Linked DNA regions of Zea mays: region 2 is linked to region 1. A link is a contact called in public Hi-C data. All regions are on one chromosome and are shown on one strand. The core of a region is the stretch at or near the end of the contact, and the rest is flanking DNA. Distances in the headings are between cores, read along the strand shown. Region 1 holds the start of LOC103654735 (transcription factor GTE4). Region 2 holds the start of LOC100273026 (cytochrome b6-f complex iron-sulfur subunit).

Region 1 (4,608 bases), core at 908-3,407:
AACAGTAGTTTTAAGAATATATTGATTATAAATAGTTTTGCTTAAAATAATGGTAGTAATGATAAAAATGACAGAGTGCTCATACTGGTTGTGGTTGTTGTATAGGGTGCTGTGCACGCAACTCTGCATCTTGTCGGGCAAGCATCGCTCGCTCGGCCTTTCTCTTTTGCTTGCTCAGGTTCTTCTTGTAGTTCGACACAAACCTGTCAAGCTCCCAAAGTGTCTCAGCATCCATGCTATCAATTTCAACCTCTATCTCATCATCATGTTGCTTAACTGATAAGTTCTTGTTCTTAATGACTTGCACAACAGCATCAAGCTTCACCGGCGGCAAATTCTGGAGGTTCTCACTAAGCTTACGCTTCTCATCTATTGTCATGTCCCTCTTATTTGGATCCTTTGCTCTTGGTTTCTTCATTGACGGAGTTCGGGTATAAGTGGGAGTATGACTGATCGGTCTTGAATTGGTGTCCAATGCCACATGGTGTCTCATTGAATCTGACCTCTCTAGGAAGCGCAGGTCAATTGGTGGCGGGGGAAACTTCTTCGGCAATGGAGGACATGATGCGAGGTAGTTAACCTCAGCCTCAATCTCAGGCCACTGTGCCTCAAAGATTCCTAACAACTGCTCCGCCATGAAATGCACATCCTGACCCTTGGGATTATATGTCATCGCATTATGGAAAGTAAGACGGACATCCTCAGCAAACTCCTTAGGGTTCCTGTACTGCCCACGGCTCAGCCGCCCCCTTATTGTGCCAAGATCCATTGGGTGCTTGATAATAGTAAAATAATCATGCAAACCAAGTGTGACTGGATCAACAGGCTTGTTGAACACCCACCCAAACTTGTGCTTCATTAAGCGGCTCAGAAGTGATGAGGACTTCTTGAACGCATGAGAGTACAGGCGCCGCTCGGCATCAAAGTCTGCGCCACGAGATTCTAGGGACCTATGTTTCTTCTTGTGGTGCTTGGGTTTCTTGCGCACATGTGAATCTGAGGGAGGAATCCTATCCTTGGCAAGCAAGAACTCTGAATTTTGGTACAATTGATTGGCCTTCGGCGTCCGTTTCTCCTTCTCAAAGGCTTCATTATGAACAACTGACACGGTTAGTGGTCTGCGATGCAGCAGCGAGCGGGCAGGAGTAACGGCAGCTGCAATCTGAGTAGGCATGGGCACCGCCATATCACCAGCCAAGAACTGGTGCTGAACATACCCAGCATCCACCACCTGCTGCTGTGTTGGCAGCACCATCAAAGGCAAAGGCACGGGCTCAGAAGCCTCCTGTTGCGCCAGGGCCTCGGCAGCCTCCTTCAGTCGCCTGGAGAGCACGCGGACCTGGTCGAGCTCTCCTGCCAGACAGCGCCGCAGCTCACTCCTTAACCTGCGTTTCCGTGCTTTCTCAGCTTTCACAGCAGCGGCGGCCGCCCGGTCGTCGCCGTGGCCGTTAGGAATACCGCCGCCGACCCGGTTCAGCCCAGACGAGGGATCCCCAGAGGCGGCGCCACGTTCCCCAGACGGCGCCCGGGTGGGAACCGAGGCCGGCGCTGCCGGATCGGACAGCGCCGCAGCGTCCACCGCCTCCGTGCGGTGGATGGAGCGGCGAATCGAGGATAAGGTTTCAGAAAGGGGATTCGGAGCCGGGGAAGGAACAGAAACGGGGTCAGCCGCTGATTCTGGAGGAGGTTTAGGGTTTTTGCGGGGGTGCTTACGGGTGTAGACCTTGATCTCAGCGGCCCAGCGCGACCTGGCCGGAACGGCGGGAGCAGGCGGCGCCTCCACGGCGGGGGCAGGGCCCGGCGCCGTCTCCTCACCACTGGTGCCATCTCCGGGAGGGTCAGAAGCCATGCATAAACCCTAGATTCGTGGCCCACAAGAAGCGAGGGACGGCACGGAATTGGGGAATTCAGGAGGGTTTTGCGTGCAAGCCCTAGGGAAAAAAATTTCTGTTGTGCTTCGCGGCTCCGATTTGATATTTTCCTGCGGCTATGGCGGCGGAGCGTGGCTGGGGAAGGTGCTTTTGGTGGCGGCGTCGGACGCGTCTCTGCTTTTGTGGGGGAGGACTGCTGCTGAGCCGACGAGCGTCGCAGGAGCAGGTGAGGGCGCTCGTGTGGCTGGTGCCAGGGCACCATCCCCTCTCGCCTAGGGATGGGTACGCGGATACGGTGGATTTTCGTATTGGCGTGTACTGATATGGTACTACATTGGAAAGGTTTTCTAATTGCAAAAAACAATATAGAAACAGCATGTTACAACTCTGAGTTTTTCCTAAATCATAAATGCAGCTAAAAAACAATGCGTATGGAGAATTATGTAACGACGGGCTCTTCGTGTCTTGCATTTTATTGCAGTTAACCCCTTAGAGACCCCTCAAAAGACCCCTATTAAATAGGGCCTCATTTAATATGGGGTCTCTTGTAAAGTCTCAAGAGGCTAAGCGAAAAAAAATACAAGAGACGAGCTGATATGACCACGCCATTAAGCAATACGTTACAACCCCCAAGTCATACTATATCAACTCAAGTACAACCAATATCATCACCAACCCAAGTCTTTGATGGACCAATTACACGTAGCCGAGCTAAGAAGCTACAACAAGAGGTGCACGCGCTACTTTATGAATTTCAATTAAACACTAATGAGAACTTTATGCTACCTAAGTCGTGTATGTTGATATTACTTAGGTTCACCAAAGAGGAAGGACAAAACATATCAAAGGCGAATCAACAAGAAGAGCTATGTCCGAGTCAGTCCAGCGCAACAGAACCGTCCAGAAGAAACAGTCATATCTTTTGATTCCCAAAAGCTATGAAGGCCCATAAGTACTTTTTGGAAAACTCTTGAAGTCTAGTTTCCAATGCTTCTAAAGCCGACTTAATCAAATCTACCAGAAAGGCAGCCGACCTACTTTAGTGCTGACTGGTCAGAAGGTCAACAGTCTGCTTGATGACCAAGTTTTCGTATTAAACTGTATCATTCTACGAAGTTTCATTAAGCATGCTATATATGGTGAGAAAGATTATCAAGTTAGCTTTCCAATGCAACCAGTCCCACGTCATTTGAAGATTCCTAGAAGAAGTTATTGTCAAAATACTGAAGGCTGCGCAGAAGTCAAACAGCCACACGGAAATCAGCTCTGCAGATCTCCCGAAGAGGCTCCTTCACATTAGCACGTGAAAATACTTTTGTTTCGTGTTTATACCTCGCTAAGGCTGGTTGTTACTAGTATAAATACCCCCCTATGTCTATGATGCAAGGCAGCTTATGATAATCTAAAACATAACCCCTTTGTTCAGCTATGTGCTAACAAATATTGAGAGTGATCTCTACCCCTTTGCTCTTGTGAATTCCTTCGCGGGATTGCAGAAGCGGCGGCTTCATCCGCTCCCAATTGGTGCTCCTACTCTCTTCGAGGTCTCCTCGATTGATTGTAGGCTATGTTGGTTGGTTCTTTGAGAGTGTGGTTGGACGAATCCTCGATTCAGGCTGCCGGTTAAAGACGGTGGTTGGCTTCGAGTTTTATTTGTCAGGTTGCACTAGTTATCGCTGCTTGCAGCAAGTTATCTTGGCTTCTTTGAAGCTAGTTATCTGAAGATTGATCCTACATCGTGAAGATCGGGCATCATGACACATCATCTGGTATCAAAGCCTTAGTTTCCACGGTAGGATTCTTTACCCTTAGCTACATATATTTTGTGTTCGTCCTATCCACCAAAAGCCATAAAATATTTTGTCATAGCCCTTTGTTTCAATCTGTTGTTTCAATGAGTTTTGTTAAGTTTTAGCCCTTAGAATCTTTGTTTAGTTGCTGGTCACTCTATCCTTTGTGTTTCCTTTGAGCCTCTTATATATATCTGAAAATATCCACAAAAAGAAAAATATGAAAACTCTTATCATTTCCTTCACGTTAACTTTGATCCTATTTAAGTTATAACTGCTGGTTGAGTTCTTTGTTAAGTATTATAAAGTGTGCAATATCATATCAGATCTCTGTGTTTAGTTCTATAAAAAAAGAGTATCAAAAAAAGAGAAGAAAGAAAAGTACCAAAGAAAAGTGTTGAACAAGATTGTGAAAAAAGTAGAACAATCAGTTTGTTATGTGTACAAGTGCTGAAAATTTTATCAAGTTGTTCAACCAGTTTGCTATTGTCATTTGGTGCAAAATTTTGGTTGGATCTGATTGCAACACTTGCATTCCAATCATACTCCTTGTCTGCATCAAATCTGAAATTTCTTGCGCGTGTGTTTGATCTATTTACATCACTCGTATCTTGTGGTCAGCACTAGGCACGGAACTTCTAGTTGGATGGTTATTTAACTTTACAACAACTAGGATTCAGATTGCATCCCTTGTTTATTATTCCCCACCAAGCTCCACATATAAGCCATCGTAATCGGTACTCTGGTCTTGTATTCGCTTAACCACCACTTTCTTGTTACCACCACACATCTTCTTACAACCCGCAGGGAACTCATAAGAGCTTTGGTTGGTAAGAGTGGTGAGGTTGTGAGATTCTATATAGCTTCATATTCCACCTATATTTGTTGCCTTGTCGCCACTAATTTCGCAGGGAAGATGAATCCCAACGTTGAGATTGAAGAATGTG
Region 2 (4,608 bases), core at 679-3,178, 220 kb after region 1:
ATGAATGGAGATAGATGTGATAAAGAGATAGAAATGTTCACTGAGCATCCGAGATTAGGATAAATCTCCCGACATAACGCGAAATAGACACCTGGGGTGTCACATTTTTCCTCCTCTTTCTCTTTTTGGTGATATCTTGTTGGATTTTAACTATAGCCTACCACAACTTGCTTGAGACTAAAAGGCTATGTTGATGTATAACTAGTAGAGGAGTTAACTAAAAACTTAGCATAAGTAGATCTAGATCAAGATCTAAAAACTTGTACATTCATTGAGGAAGAGAAATATTGACCAAGTAACTAGAAATTGGTGTGAGCCTACTACATAAAAGTCATTTCGGCAAAAAAAAAAGTCTAAATTGCTCTCCCTGCTGGTCACTTGATCAGCAGATGGCAGAGAAAGTCTATATTTGATTACAGCAGATTTCAGAGTGTTCAAAAGGTTATAGTGAAGAGATGACAAACAGCTGTGTTCTTGTTTCATGCAGTGTGTGTAATATATATAATTTGGAGGCAAGAGGCAAGTGAATTTGTAGCAACAACGCCCTCGGAGAAAGCCTATGAGTACTGAGCACCGCTTGTGTCGGATGATCCTCCTCATGCACTCCACCACGGGTCCTGGCCGGTCCTGAAGTCGGTCTCCACCCACGGGACGAAGAGGACCTTGCCGTCGTCGACGTCGGCGTGAACCAGGGCCAGCGACTGTTAATACAAGAGCAATATATCAATGCGAAACAGATCAGCTGGAGCTCAACAATCAGCTCCACTATCATAAGGAAGCTAGATCATCCATGAAATGGGTGCGTTTGTTTTTACCAGAGGCGCCGGTCCGCGGACCACCTTGCCCTGGTTGTTGTACTGGGATCCATGGCAGGGGCAGATGAACTTGTTCTCGGCGCCGTTCCACGGCACGACGCAGCCGAGGTGGGTGCACACGGCGTTGATCCCGTAGGTGGCCAGCGTCTTGTCCTGCTCCACCACCAGGTACGTGGGGTCACCCTGCACGCGCGGCGGCGGCGGCGCACGCAAACACGCCGGCCGTGAGCATCATCAACGCAACAGACACGCCTGCAGCGGCAGGTGACGACGACGATGGCGGGTGAGTACGTGACTGAACCTTGAGCCCCTGCGCGAGCGTGCGGTCGTTGGGACCGTGCGTGTTGAGCCACTCCTCCACCGTGATGTCGTTGCCCAGCTTGTCCTTGGCGTAGGTCCCGCCGCCGCCGTTCCCGGAGCTGCGTGCAAAATCGGCCGGCCGGCCGGGGTGCTATTCGTTAATAGTTGCTGCGCGGCCGGTAACACGTACACGTGTATACAGTGCGCCGCTAGCTAGCTGTTGATGCAAAGCAACGCGGTCGAGACGACGACGACGACGACGACTCACCCGGCGGGGACGAAGAAGGCGCCGTAGGGGACGACCATGCCGACGGTGGGCAGCGATATGGCGCCCAGGAGGAGGAGGTTCATCAGCTTCCGCTTCTCCATGTCGGGGACGCGGTCGGCGGGGATGCTGCTCGCCGCCTGGCACGTGATGCTCCGCTGGCTTGCGCGCTCCCGCCCCATCCCCAGGCCAAGCCCCTTCACTGGCTTGCCCAACGCAGCGCGGGACCGGCAGAGCTGCCATTGCAGGCAGAGGCATCAGTATATGCATGAAGAAACCATGTTATGCGATTCAGATGCAACTTTGGTGGGCGAGACTGAAGAACGCGCTGGTGGAAACTAGTGACACCATGGACAGACTCTGTTTCTCCTCGGCCCGCCGCCAAACACACGAGACAAGGGTCAATGCCAGGGGAGGTAGGCGCCCCGCGGCAGAAGAAGGAAGTTGCTGCTCACCTGGGTGGGGTTGGCGGCGGTCGAGAGCGCCGCGGAGGTCGCCATGGCCGCAGCAGGGAAGGAGCGGGCCAAGACGGCTGGTGTTCACTCACTGGCGTCCACTGGCTTGCGGATGAGCCGCCCGGGGCCTAGCCTAACTATATCTCTGCCCCGTGTGGCGAGGAAGGCGGCCGGTGATTGGTTGATGCGCAGCCACCGCCCACCGGACTGCGTCCACCACATGCACATGTCGAAGCTGCGGGCAGTGGCTGTGGCACGCGCCCGCGCTCTGCTTATGACGCGGTGTTTATCGGTAAACTATTCATTCAGTTCTTATAAAAAAATATACTTCCTGCCTCCTAAAATATAGTTCTTTCTAGCTTATTTTTTCTGTACACACTCATTTAAATGATAATGAATATAGACATACATACAAACTAAATTTATATATTACTTAAAGAATGTGTAATTAGTGTAACGAATTATACTTTGGATAGGATGGAATATATAATTGTTGGTCACTTGTTTTAAATTGTTATATGATATCAAAAACAAGGCAACACAAGTTAGAGGATTGAAACTTTCTTCGTCTAAGGGAGAAGGAATAAACGAAGGACACAGGCGAAGTAAGGATGTATAAAAGTGTGATTAAGGACGAAGCAAGCTAGTCACCTTGTATGCCTTGGCATTCTCTTATTTCACCCTTCTTATGAATTAAATGTACAAGCATACATTCGGTTTTACACAAAAAAACAACTAGAATGTACTTCGAAGGGTAAGAGAGATGAAGCTTGAAGCCCTCCAAAAGGAGCATTTATGCATGACACTGTTCATCTATTTATAGGGGAGAGGTACAGCTTTGTATGAAATTATAAGTATGCCCACAAAGTTAACAATTATGATTTACAAATATCATGGGGCATCAAAGTTTTTTCTCTCTTTCTTGCTGCACAAGTCTTCAACCTTTTCTCCTTCGTCGCTTCCGCACACGAAGCCTTTGGCACGCCGAAGCTGGTGACTTCAGTCTTCATCTTCGCCACCCTTCCTTATGTGCCTGAAATACATCTTTTTATGTCGAAGGTTAGCTATTTTGAGGATCTTCGGGCAACTAGGCCCCCAACAGTAGCCTCTTGCGGGATAAATTCATTTTTTCATAACGAGCTCGAAACACAAAAATATATCTAGTAGTCCTTGAGCTAAATGTCCGAAGAACACCTTCCCAAAGCTCGTTATGGAAAAGGTTAAATGAATACTTTGGTACAAATGAAGCCAAGCTCGTGTTCCACCAGACAGGGAGAAGGTGGGAAGGCCAACGTCCACGTGTGCAGATTTTTTTTCGCTGCTCGCGCCCTTTCGCACCCAATTCTCAGTATAAAAGCAGCGGAGCGGGTGTGAGTGAGTCACATTTACTGCCCTCACCCACTTTCTGCCAAAAGTTTCTGCGACTCTGAAGCTTTTTCTCCACCACTGCCTCGAAGACTAGTTTAGGGAAAACACCTTCGGGTAGAAATTGTCTAGATGGCTAGGATCCACTCAGCTGCTAGACTAACCACGCTGACTTCTTCGGAGGCACTTTAGGATACTTTGCTGAATTCCGAAGCCATGAAGGCTTCGTCCTTAGCATAGCCTGTGGAGGAGTTGCCGAAGGATAGGCCATCGAAACCAAGTCACATTGAGATGGGCCGGTACACACTGAAGGAGAAAGATTTGCAAACGATGAAAAAGCTTGGTTACTTTAGCAACAAGGTCAACGTATGACTCCCTGGAGAAGAGACAACTCTGAAGCCCAAGAAAGACAAAGTTGTCGTCTACAGGAGCTTTTTCAAGGCTGGACTTCAGCTGCCCATGTATAAATTGATTGGAATGATATTGCAAAAGCACCAGGTATTCATGCATCAACTGACCCCAAATGCCATAGTCCGCCTTGACATCTTTATTTGGGCTATTCGAAGCTAGGATGGACGCACCGAGGTTTATGCATTTTGAAGAATCCATGACTTGTATTATCAGACAAATGCTAGAGCTTCAGACAAGCTTCATAACAACTTTAGATGTTACAACTTTGTGTATCGCAAAGACATAGTCGTCGCGGTTCTAGCATATTGGACAAAATGGCATGGGGACTGGATGAAGGAATGGTTCTATGAGGGAAGTCGATTCTGAGAACCGCGAACATTTCAAAAGCATGTCGTTGAGTCCTTTGAGGACTAGCTTCAGTCTAAAGAAGCCAAACTATGATATGGGCGAAACTGCTGAAAAGTGCCATAACATTTTCAATACGGTCGCTAAGAGAATTGGCTCTCAGGACCTGATTCAAGAAGCACTTGCCTACAATATTTTTCCCACACGGACTGGGTGGAAGCTGCCGAAGGAAGTGAAGAGGAAGGAACATGAACTTGTCACGCTATCATTTGAGTTCAAAGAACAAGCTTCATAAAAAGCTCCTTACACTGGATGGCTAAAGTTAATAGAAGAAAGGTGCAATGAGATTGTTGGAGACTATCTTGTGAGAGAACACGAAGATATGACATCTACCTTTAAGAACCAAGGTAAACTTAGGATAAACAGAGTCATAAATGCTATAGGGTTTGAATACCCTAATTACACAAATCCTGCACACAGCGTCGAAGCTGGAGAAAAAAGGAAGAGGACCACGAAGGCTAGTGGGGGTAAGGCAGTGAAGAAGACTGCCAACGATGATACAGAAGATGAGGAATGCGAATATAACAAAGAGTCACCTTCAAGTAAGGTCGTATCTTCGAAGAAGAAAAAGGCCAAAATTTTTGAAAAGAAG

What was found. Hi-C and Micro-C count contacts between places; a contact is called where the count stands out from the background.
Region 2: a Hi-C map of ear shows a contact between it and region 1, with 2.3 times the contacts expected there. The contact joins the promoter of LOC100273026 here to the promoter of LOC103654735 in region 1. A contact is called at or near these places in 2 of 25 Hi-C or Micro-C datasets (ear and tassel).

Annotation. Positions count from the first base shown.
Region 1 is chr4:234,429,375-234,433,982 of Zm-B73-REFERENCE-NAM-5.0, forward strand. It overlaps LOC103654735 (transcription factor GTE4), which reads right to left and starts at 2,158. Exons shown (of 5, transcript XM_008681562.4): 1 at 86-2,158. The coding sequence starts at 1,849.
Region 2 is chr4:234,646,773-234,651,380 of Zm-B73-REFERENCE-NAM-5.0, forward strand. It overlaps LOC100273026 (cytochrome b6-f complex iron-sulfur subunit), which reads right to left and starts at 1,929. Exons shown (of 5, transcript NM_001147475.1): 1 at 1,836-1,929; 2 at 1,384-1,616; 3 at 1,117-1,234; 4 at 816-998; 5 at 338-701. The coding sequence starts at 1,880. The coding sequence ends at 597.